2 separate regions of the Sus scrofa genome follow, and region 1 is linked to region 2. Evidence: chromatin contacts called from public HiChIP or PLAC-seq data. All regions are on one chromosome and are shown on one strand. Each heading gives the region's core, a stretch centred on a gene start, on an enhancer-like site or on the middle of the called end of the contact. The rest is flanking DNA. Distances are from core to core; before and after follow the strand shown. Region 1 has its middle 68 kb from the start of CCDC80. Region 2 has its middle 24 kb from the start of CD200R1L.

Evidence for each region. HiChIP or PLAC-seq counts read pairs in DNA pulled down with a chosen protein or histone mark.
Region 1: a contact with region 2 is called in an H3K27ac HiChIP or PLAC-seq map of alveolar macrophages. The contact joins two enhancer-like sites. A contact is called at or near these places in 1 of 47 Hi-C or Micro-C datasets (epiblast stem cells) and 1 of 2 datasets of contacts at active chromatin or transcription factors (alveolar macrophages).

Annotation. Positions count from the first base shown.
Region 1 is chr13:147,132,606-147,138,455 of Sscrofa11.1, reverse strand. No RefSeq gene overlaps it. Among named protein-coding and RNA genes, the nearest start is that of CCDC80, 68 kb to the left of the region's middle. Within about 2 kb of position 3,740, at least 2 of the 83 cell types and tissues checked have an H3K27ac peak or open chromatin away from gene starts, as enhancers often do. A contact at or near this core is called in alveolar macrophages, where this site is marked.
Region 2 is chr13:146,997,389-147,003,476 of Sscrofa11.1, reverse strand. No RefSeq gene overlaps it. Among named protein-coding and RNA genes, the nearest start is that of CD200R1L, 24 kb to the left of the region's middle. Within about 2 kb of position 2,121, at least 3 of the 83 cell types and tissues checked have an H3K27ac peak or open chromatin away from gene starts, as enhancers often do. A contact at or near this core is called in alveolar macrophages, where this site is marked.

The DNA.
Region 1 (5,850 bases), core at 2,491-4,990, 130 kb before region 2:
CCTTTTCTATCATTAATTCCCATAATCATCTGATTTGCACCTTGTAGTACCTATGGATTTTTCTAATTAAAAAACTGCTTTTTTAGGAGTTCCCTTCGTGGTGCAGTGGTTAACAAATCCAACTAGGAACCATGAGGTTGCGGGTTCGATCCCTGGCCTCGCTCAGTGGGTTAAGGATCCGGCATTGCCGTGAGCTGTGGTGTAGGTTGCAGACGTGGCTTGGATCCCATGTTGCTGTGGCTCTGGCATAGGCCAGCGGCTACAGCTCGGATTAGACCCCTAGCCTGGGAACCTCCATATACTGGGGAAGCGGCCCCAGAAAAGGCAAAAAGACAAAAAAACAAAAACAAAAAAATTGCTTTTTTCTTATTCATTTTTCATTTCCATACTATAAAGTATCCAAGCTGCTCAGTGTGATAAATTCCACAATTAACTGCACTCCTGAGCTGAGGCTGTCCAGATTTGGTGACGAGGGGCCAGATAACTCAATAAAAAGAGGAACTGTGTAAAAAGAGGAGTTTATAATGGAATCACTGATGGTACTTTTAATTCCAACAGCCCACGTAGATGCCAGAAAGCAGAGGGCATACAGAGGCTAAGACCCATGAAGTTCTCAGGATGCCATAATTTTCTCCCTTAATTAAAAGGGATTACTCTAGAGATACAAGACACAAAGTATAGTAATACAAATGTGGCAGGATATGAATTTTTAACCTGTTTTAATGTGGAAATGTCACTCCCTGTTTTCTGTTTTTCTTTGTTTCTCTGCATTGGAAGGAGTGATTCAACCCATTCTAAAAGAGAGGGAAATTTCTCTTCCCTCCTTCTATTCCCATAATTGTGCACACCCAACAAGGAAAGCAAACATTTCTCCTTCCCAGGAAGTGTCTAATGACTAAGCCTTCCTACCATGGAAAGAGAAACGAATGCTTAGTTGCTAGTGATTTGGGCTCTGTATTTCACAGCTATTAAAGCTTATTGCATGAAAAAAAAGTAAGTAGTATAGGAATTTGGGCTTGATAGAGGGTCTAGGGCTAGAACTCTAGAAAGTACTAAAATATGGGGGCAAAAGGCAAGCAAAAATGGAAGTCACTGGATGAGGAGAATTGTCTGGGAAAGAATGGGGTGGAAAGGGTGGGGAAAGGGGAAAGGCAGACTGATCTTGAAATATAGGATGAGTAATTGGAAAAAAGTACTGAATTTGAGAAGAATGATAGTTCTCTCCATCTACCATCAAGGGTTCACATAAATGATTCATATAAATTATTATGATTCACATAAATTCATCCCCAAATTTGTACCTGGGACCTCAAGTGGAATATTTCTGTACAAACACCACAGTAAGTGGACTTCCCAGTGGAAATAGCAGCCACCATTGGCACAGAACTTTTCTTTGTTATTTGAAGTGACACTGTATGGACCATTTTGCCATGATATCTATCCCAGGACCCTGTAAACCCAAAGAACTCCCTGGATCCTTCATTGAGTCATGGGGAGGAACTTCTCTAACTTTACCTAGGAGGGCTGAATTGTAAAAACTTATATCCCAAGCTGAGACTTTAAACTTTAAGTGGAAACCCTGTAATGTAGTACAGTGGATCACTGATTGCCTCTCTAGTATCCATTTCTTCTATATTCTCCAAATAGATTCCACATATTTCTTGGGTTATCTACCACTCCTCTTCTTTTCAGTCCATATTACTTAGGGGAATCTGACCCTATCTCCAGTTAATGGGTGAGTGCTTCCTGATTGACAAATGGTAATTCCATTCTCATTGTCGGTGATTGTTCCAGAATCCAGGCTTAGGACAATCAGCTCATGGTATTCTTTCTTGTGACAGCTATGGTCCAGGGCTGGGATATATGACCTGCTTTTACACAGACAGAAGGGAAGGACTTTTATTTCATGATTGGAAAAGATGCTATCACTCTCTCCTGCTGGACATGAAAAAAGAAGCGTATCACCTTGATTCCTAATGACCCCTCTTATAAACACAAGAGAAACCAATCTTAAGCTGAAGCAAAAGGTGTGACACAAAGGCAGATTGAAAATACTTTCATGTTTGAAGATTTTTCAATCATTAAATCAGCCATTCCTGAAGCCCATCCTACCTACAGATTTATTCATTTCCTTATTGTTTAAATCAATTTACCTGGAGTTGTCTATTATTCAGAGCTGAAAGTTGGCTTTAAATCCTTATTAGAAGCTGATAAGGAAACACACATTTTACTAAAGTAAAACCCATAACTCTCATTGATTAGCCAGAGACGGGTAACTAATTGATACTTTCCCAAGGATCTCACTCTTCTATATGGAGTTCTTGGAAGTAAGATACTGTAACCACCACTACACTTAACCTTAGAGATATATGAATTTTCTCTTAAGGCCAGATGTAATACAGTCAAGCTACAACTTTAAAGAGGACTTTGTTATATGTCAAGGGAGAACAGTAAGAACATGAGCAGAGAACATATCAATAAGTAAAATTCATCTGACTCTCAAAGTACATAATTGTGCTGCAGGTAGCTGGTGCCTGGGTTCGCAGACCTAATCCTAACATCTGAGCTGTTTACCAGAGGCTGATCCAGCTTCATGTGTGATCCTGCTCAGGTTTCTAACTTCCTCACTATTGGCCTCACTATGTATAGCACCACTGTAAACTCTGGCCCCTTTGGAATTCCTTCTTAGGCTTTCAGTAACTGTCAGCGTAAGAGTTTAATTCAAGTTCTATTCAGGAGATCCCATCTCTGGAAGTGTTTCTCAAAGTCTGACTAAGGAACCCTCTACATTAGAATCACCAAGGAAGGAGTTCCCATCGTGGCTCAGTGGTTAACGAATCCGACTAGGAACCATGAGTTGCGAGTTTGATTCCTGGCCTTGCTCAGTGGGTTAAGGATCTGGTGTTGCTGTGAGCTGTTGTGTAGGTTGCAGATGCATCTTGGATCCCACGTTGCTGTGGCTCTGGTGTAGGCCAGCAGCTACAGCTCTGATAAGACCCCTATCCTGGGAACCTCCATGTGCCAAAAAAAAAAAAAAAAAAAAAATGGAACCACCGAGGAAGACTACATAAAATGCATATTCCTAGGCCTTAAGGTATTATGATTCAGTAAGTCTGGTGTGGCACCCGGGAATCTGCATTCAAACCAATTTCCCAAATTATTATGATCATGATAAAAATGGAAAAAACTATTTAGGAATACTTTTAATTTTTCTAAAACTAGTAGAAAGGATAGCATATCAATTATGTCGTCTTGAAACTAATATCATATAAATACTGTTCCTCACAAATGCATATATAGTTATTATTTCAAACTTTTAAATCTGGCTTTTAACTACAATTCTATAAGCCATTTTCCATATTCTATTTCTTAACCAAACATACACTTTTTTTTTTTTAACCCAGAAGAATAGATATAATACTACAGAATATCTGTTTTATTCTTGGCTTCAAAGAGTTCTAGTTGAAATCCAAATATACATTTCTTTATAAAAACAGAGTGTCACAAGAAGAAACAAATGAAAACATATTTCTGATGCCAAACATAGACTGTTAGTGAAAATAATTTTGTTTTTTTCAGTAAACTCTAACAATTTCTAAACATATTCAGAATCAGGATGCTAACACATTAGAAGTAAGATGACTAAAAATAAAAAGGAGAAGTATCACAAGAAGTAACCCATCCACATGCCAAGGTCACTCCCACCCACAACAGAGTAAGAAAGTCCCTCCTGTTCCAAAATATCATCCCCACCCATTTAGTCACCCCATTCAGCCACCCACTGCCTTCTGTTTATACATCACATTAATTTATTCACATTTATGGCTGCTGCAACTTTAAACCATTATGTGGAAGGAGTAGCATATAAACCATTGTGCACACTTTTACTAGAATATGTAACAATGTATGTCCATCAGTATTGGAATAACCAATGTAATGATACTAAGGTCAGATCAGTTTCAGTGGGTAGGAGTTTGTCTTGAGTTGGATTCTATTTATTTGAGGTCATATCAGATGCATCACAGGTAGGTCAATGGGGAAGTGAAACAGAGAGAAAAGTAAGAGGTTGTGATAATGAGCAATTTACTAATGTGGCAACTGGGTGACCGCAGAATCTTCTTAGGTGACCTCAATTAAGGTGTGAGGAGCTAGGGTATTTATTTACCAACTCCTGCCATCATTGTTTGAGGGATATTCCAGGGGCATTATCTCCCCACAAGCACTTCCAATGTTCCACTTGCGTGGAGGTGAGTGGCTTGAGGGTCAGGGGCTCAAAGGAGAAAGCCATCAATGTGTAAGAAACTGATGAGTGCTGAGGGGACATGGGTTAGGTTCCACCTGTGTCTGCTGCAGGCCACTCTGCATCATTCAGATCCCCTTGGGCCCTATGTTTAGTTGACTCAGTCGTATCATTGATTCTTCAAGATGAGTCATTCATTAGAACTTCAACAGAGAAAAGAAAGAAGACAACAGTAAGGTTGGTGGGGCAAGATACAGTTTTCCCTGGTACTGTTGGCCTTAAAGTTATAAGGGATAATTATCGTCTTCATTGTCTACCACTTGTTAAGTAGTTTGGCTTGGTATGGTAACCTAGACCTTCATTCCTGAGGAGTCTGAACTTTTGATTACTATGGTCTTATTAGACTGAGACTGCTTAAATTTTCTGTTCTTGATTATTACCATTACAAAATCAATAAAAAGTGACCCAATGACCCAGTGGATTTCCTGAGTTCCAGATATGTTCTTCCCTTTTGACATTAAATATTAGCAATCCTATCTCCTATCTCCTGCTGGTAATCAGTGCCAATTACTCCTCCCATAAGTGAACTCTTCTTTACCTCTTAGTCAGCATGTAAAGTCCGAAATGACTATATGGAAGTCATAACTTGAAGTAAGAGAATCTCAAAAAGATGGTTGATGAGTCCTGGAAGTTCCCAAGACTATTTTAGGGGGCTCACGAGGTCAACTATTTCTAAGTACCCATCTGTGAGAGACTATATCCTTTTTATATGCTTCAACCAAAGCATCCTCTTAAAATAGATTGAATTCTGAAGGAGACATGAGATATGCAAAGATGTAAAACAATGCCATTCTCCCAATACATTTTTTGGGGAGAGATATTTATATTCTTAATTAAATGTGTTGTTTAACATGTAATGTGTTTGCTAATGTGTTGTTTAATATGTAATGTGTTTGCTAATGTGTTTGTTATTATTTTTAATAAATTAATAAATACTTTAAAATTCTTTAGTTTGATAGAACCCAAGTAGACATTACTCCATAGAAGACATGCATGTGGCCAGCAGACAGATGAAAAGATGTTCAACCTCACTAAGCATCAGGGAAATACAAATCAAAACCACAATGAGACATCACCTCATAGCTGTTAGAATGGCTGTTGTAAAAAGACAACAAATAATAGGCATCGGCAAGGATATGGAGAAAAGGGAATCCTCATGTACTGTTGGGAATGTAAATTGGCCTGGCCAGGAAGATCATCTTGCTGATCAACACTGGTGCTGCAGTACCCTAGCAAAGTGCTCTAGCAATCTGTGGACAAGGAATGTTGCCTGCCACCCCAGGTCTATAAGGATTAAGCTCTTATCTGCTGCAGCTGCCCATTGATGGTGGGTGCATCCTGAGGAAAATTCAGGATGGAGAAAAATAAGAAGCATATTGTGCTTTCAGTACTGGCCCTAAATAGTCATGATGCATATCTAAGGAATAATTTCAGTGAGCCCAGACTATAGCATCTTCCAATACATAGAAAAGCTCTAAAATCATTAACTTAAGATGTTTGCTCTTTGTGATTAGCAGTAATCTTTTGATGTTTGATTACATGTTTTTCTT
Region 2 (6,088 bases), core at 872-3,371:
GAAGAATAGAACTTCAGTGGGCAAAACTGTTGCAGGGAAGCCAGCTGCACAGATTTTTTGAGCTCCAAAAGGAGATTGCATCATTGAGAATGAATCTCAGGTTAACAGGACAGTGACTGTCCAAAGCACGTGCCACTGGATGGGCAACAATATATCATATGTGGCCTGCTTTGCCTTATATTTGTAGGGGACCAGCAGTCTAACCATAAGTAGGCAGACTTGCAGTAACTGATCTGATTATCAAAATTTCTTCCCAAACAAGAGCCATCATCTATTTATATACTCAGTTATCTCCTCAGGAAATTCTGATTGACTCAAGTTCCTCCGTGTGCTGTTTGTTTATTGCTGGGGCTCTGACTGATGTACATACACCATTTTGGAGATGATTAAATGTGAAAAATTATCTGCAGCTGAGAAATAGTGAAACATGTCACTTAGCCTCTCTGTGGCTCAGTTTCATTTCTTGTAAATATGAATAATATTCCTCTTAGAATTATTATGATTAAATAATTGAATGCATGGTGAATACTTAGAAAAGCATCTCAGATGTAGTAAGTGCTCAGTAAATATCCTCATTAGTATATTTGAAGCATTGTGATAGGTGCCATGAATAGCACAAAGGTGGATAAAAGACAAAGCACACTTCCAGGCATCTTGGTAATCTTAGTCACAGCTTTAAGTCTAAAGTCAGATATTTTAACCTAAAGCCCAGTATTCTTCTATCAAAACTTCCTTGATAATCCAAAATATCTGAAAAGAAGACCACTGTACCTTACTGCAAAAGCACTCTTAAAACACTTTTTGAAAATAAATGAAATATTATTAGTTTTAATTTTTACAGTAATGCAAACTAATAATTAAAATGCATTGTCAAAATGTACTAAGAATTAATAAAAGATAAAAATTAAAGTTGTCTTCAATGTAAAAATGGTAGTTATTCAGAAACAGATCATGGGCATGGAGGGAAGACTTGAGTTTGCCAGGGGGAGGGGGGAGAGAGGGGGGATGACAGGGAGTTGGGGGTTGGTAGGTACAGACCATTGTATTTAGAATGGATGATTGATGGGATCCTGCTGTACAGCCCAGGGAACTGTGTCTGGTCTCTTGGGTTAGGAAAAAAAAAAAAGAATGGGCGTGTATGGGTGGCTGGGTAACCTTGCTATACAGCAGAAATTGAAGGAACATTGTAAATCAACTATAATTTTAAAAAAGTTTTAAAATGGTAGTTATTTATAAATAAATAGATTCTTCAAAATATAAGATAGGGAAGAGATTAGAGAACTAATATTTATTGAACATCCACTTGGTGAGATGCTAGATCGAGTACTCACAAACTCTTATCAGGGAGAAATGACTACACTCACTGTACAGATGAGGAATCTACCTCTGAAGGGACAGAGCAGAGATTTAAACCCAAAGATGCTATAGTTAACAGAGGGAGCACAGAGAACTATGCCTTTTCTATATCATGCTGCCTCCAGAATACTTTTTTTTAAAATCCCCTAACATGGCTTAAATAGCACATACCCACTTATCAGGAAATTTACATTTATGTGTGAATTTGTTCTTAGACTCTTTTTTTTTTTTTTCTTTTGCAAATGGTGCAAGAATGCAGTCTAAAAATTATCACAGGTGTCGTTTTCAAAAAACAAGACTTCTTTAAAGACTTGCTACTCAAAGCATGATCACAGACGAGCAGCAACAGTATCACCTGGAAGCTTGATAGAGATACGTAACATGAAAGGACTATTCTAAAATTGTTAGCTAAGGAAACTAGAAAAAAAATAATAAAATTGAGCACTTTAAAAGACACAGAAAATTATGGTGGAAAGCAATCTAAAATACCCTTCTCATCATGGTTTCCTCTACTTTAGCCCAGTAGTTTTCATGCTTCCCTCCACCACTCCCAACAGACTTGCCAGCTATGAAAGGGAGAAAAATTGTGAACAGTATTCCACCAGCTGAAGACATATTCTGAAGGGAATCCTCTTTTGTTTTTTTTTTTTTTTTCCTGTCCTTACCTCTGTGTTTTTCTTCTACCATACCATATACCTAGCTCTGGTCTTTCCTTCCACTCTCTCCCATAAGCACTGTTGAGAAATCCCCTGCTTCTGTACTCTACTGTTTTTCTCATGCATGAGGAATTAAAGAAAGATTTCCTGTTTGGAGAGTTGAGGTGATAATGACTGATAATGACTTCCTGGTTTGTGCTTTTATACATTTATTCCTCTCCTGAGAAGCATATACATTTGGCCCACTATTCAGATCAGGTCTATTGAGAGTTATATTCCGAATAAGGTTAAAAATGATTCTTCTAAGGCACATAGCATTGTATTCATTTTTATAAATAAGGAAGTAGAGAGTCAGAGAAGTTAAGTAACTTATTCTAACTTGGTTAATGACAGAGCTGTAGGACTAGGATAGAAATCAAGATCTTTTCATGGGTAGTTTTCCTTCCCCCCGCCCCCATAAATTTTTTTAAAACTTTTATTGTGTTTGTATTTTGTTTTTTGGCTGCCCTATAGCATATGGAGCTCCCAGGCCAGGAATTGGATCTGAGCCACAGCCTCGAACTAAGTCACAACTGTGGTAATGCCAGATATTTAACCCATTGTGCCAGGCCAGGGATCAAGCACATGTCCCAGTGCTCCCAAGATGATGCCAATCCCTTTGGGCCACAGCAGGAGCTAGTGTAAATTTTTAAAAATGTTTTTATTATAGTTGATTTACAATGTTCTATCAATTTCTGCTTTACAGCAAACTCGTTATATATATATATTACATATATACACACTCACATTCAGTTTTATACATATACATACATATGCATACATATACATACATATGCACATACATTCTTTTTTTCACATTATCCTCCATCATGTTCCATCACAAGTGATCAGATATAGTTCCTTGGGCTATACAGCAGGACCTCATTTTTTAACCACTCCAAGTACAATAGTTTGCATCTGCTAACTCCAGGCTCCCAGTCTATCCTACTCCCTCCCCTTCCTCCTTGGCAACCACAAGTATGTTCTCTATGTCCATGAGTTTGCTTCTGTTCTGTAGATAGATTAATCCGTGCCATATTTTAGATTCCACATATAAGTGATATCATATGGTATTTGTGTTTCTCTTTCTGGCTTACTTCATTTAGTATGAGAGTCTCTAGTTTGATCCACGTTGCTTCAAGTGGTACCAGTTTGTTCTTTTTATGGCTGAGTAGTATTCTGTTGTATATACGTACCACATCTTCTTAACCCATTCATCTTAGATTGTTTCCATGTCTTAGCTATTATGAGTAGTGCTGCAATGAACACAGGGGTGTATGTAACTTTTTCAATGAAAGTTTTGTCTGGATATATGCCCAGGAATGGGATTGCTGAATCATATGTTAGTTCAATATGTAGTTTTCTGAGGTATTCCCATACTGTTTTCCATAGTGGTTTTATCAATTTACATTCCCACCAACAGTGTAAGAGGGTTCCCTTTTCTCCACACTGTCCAGCATTTATTATTGGTAGACTTATTAATGATAACCATTCTGACCAGTGTGAAGTGGTACCTCATTATAGTTTTCATTTGAATTTCTCTAATAATTAGTGATACTGAGCATTTTTTTCATGTGCCTGTTGGCCAACTATATGTCTTCTTTGGTGAAACGTCTATTAAGATATTTTGACCATTTTTCAATTGGGTTTTTTGGGGGTTTTTGCTGTTGTATGAGTTTTTTGTATATTTTAGAGATTAAGCCCTCATCAGTTCCATCATTTGCAACTATTTCCTCCCATTCCATAGGTTGTCTTTTTTTTTAATGGTTTCTTTTGCTGCAAAAAATCTTGTAAATTTGATGAAGTCCTTCCTCTCTCTCTCTCCCCTTCCCTTGCATTGTATTGTGTGTGTGTGCATGTGTGTATCTATTTGGTTACTTGTGTGGCTTATGAGAGAAATCAAACATTATCTCTACCTCTAGAAGTGTGCACATTAATTCAGAAAATACTGAGACAGAAAGTAATTAAAAGTAAACTATTGCCTTTGGAATGGATAAGCAATGAGATCTTGCTATGTAGCACTAGGAACTGTATCTAGTCCCTTATGATGGAGCATGATAATGTGAGAAAAAAGAATCTATACATGTATGTGTAACTGGGTCACCATGTTGTACAGTAGAAAATTGACAGAACACTGTAAACCAGCTATGATAAAAATAAAAATCATTATTAAAAAAAGCGAAACATCCAAAAAGACTATAATACAAAATGGTTCTACTCATACAATTCCCTTCCAAGTATGAGGTTTGTACTGGGGCTAGAGGTCAGTCTGCAACCAGGAATTAAAGCCCAGTTGGGGGGATTTTACTTTGATCTCTGGTGCACACCCAACGTACAAGCCCTGTACCTCTGTCTTCCTCCATAGATGGAAGGGGACCGGGGACCAGTTACCAAGATAATGCTGGCTGTTTCTTATCTAAATTTCACCTGACATTTCTCAGGCACCTTCAACCAGCTCCAGCACCACTGCCCCCTTGGTCTTTCTGAATATGGCCCTAGTGGAATATCATCCCTGCCACAGTCTAACAGTGGATGCTACTGCCCATTGCACAAGCCCAGATATTTTCTGGGTCATGCCAGGTCCTCCCTGCTTCCATCACATATGCTTACACACTCACTCTAACACTTTTATACCCTGATGATGATGTTACTCTCTTCTACTTCATAATGTGTACTTAATTTCTTTTTCCTCTTTATTGTTTGTTTCTGGCTAAGGCATTTTAGGATATGCTGTTTCTGCCACAAAATAGAGGGTAAAGGAGGGAGTAAGCAATCTGCATATTTGATACAGAGTTAACATGTATATTCTGTGTGGATGAGGACAGTGAAGGCTGATGAAGTGGATTGGTGGGCAGAAGATTCTGCTTATAAATTCTCCTTACATCTTCTTGGGCAGACAATAATTCTTCCCTTTGAGTTTGTTCTATTAACAAGTGATTAACATTAATTTCAATTTGGTTATGCAAAAGGATGATTAATGAAAATTTCTTATGAAGAAAACATCAGGATCAGATTCTTGTCACCAGACGGGTTATTTCTCAACACATTTGAAGGTGAAAGTTAGATTTTTTTAATTGGTGAATTTTATTACCATCATATCCTGGTTGTGATATTATACTAATTTAGCATAATGTTATCATAGGGGTAAACTGGGAATTGTGCATAAGGATCTCTGTGTTATTTTGTACACTTGTATGTGAATCTATAATTATTTAAATAAAAGTTTCAATTAAAAAATTGAAAGTCAGGTCTATATCCTGAATCTTGAAGATGATAAATTTAGGATGATGAAAAGAAAGTTGGTTGCCAACTTACAAAACTTACTAGACTGATTTCAGAAGCTTAAACACATGGATAGAATAAAATAATCTGAGATATTATTATATACATGATCTGTCTATTAGAAATACCTCTAAATAATTAGGATATTATGTATTTCATCACTACAACTAAATTTTAGGGGAATTCACACCCTTTCAAAAATGTTCTTTAGTGCCTCTTACAGAGATTTAACATTGTATTGGGAAATTAGTGATTGTCATTTCTGATATCAGTCACTGGAAAAAATTTTTAACAAATCCATCACCTCACATGGTAACTGGTTTAAATTAGTGAACTTCAAGTATACAATACAGTATTAATTAACTATAATCATCGTGCTGTACATTAGATCATTAGATCCTCAGAACCCCAGAACCTACTCATAACTGAAGGCATGTGCCCTTTGACTAGAATCTCCCCGTTTTCCCCACATTTAAATCCCTGATAATCACCGTTCTATTCTCTGTTTCTATAATTTTGACTTTTTTTCCCTTATATTCCACATATAACTGATACTGTGCAACATTCGCTTTTCTCTCTCTGTTCTATTTCATGTAGCATAATACCTTCCAGGTTCATCCCTATTGTCACAAGTGACAGTTATGTCCCCTCTTTTTAAGGCTGATTAATGTTACATTGCATGTATATATCATGTTTTCTTGATCCATTCATCCATTGACACACTCTTAGTTTTTTTCCATAGCTTGGCTATTGTG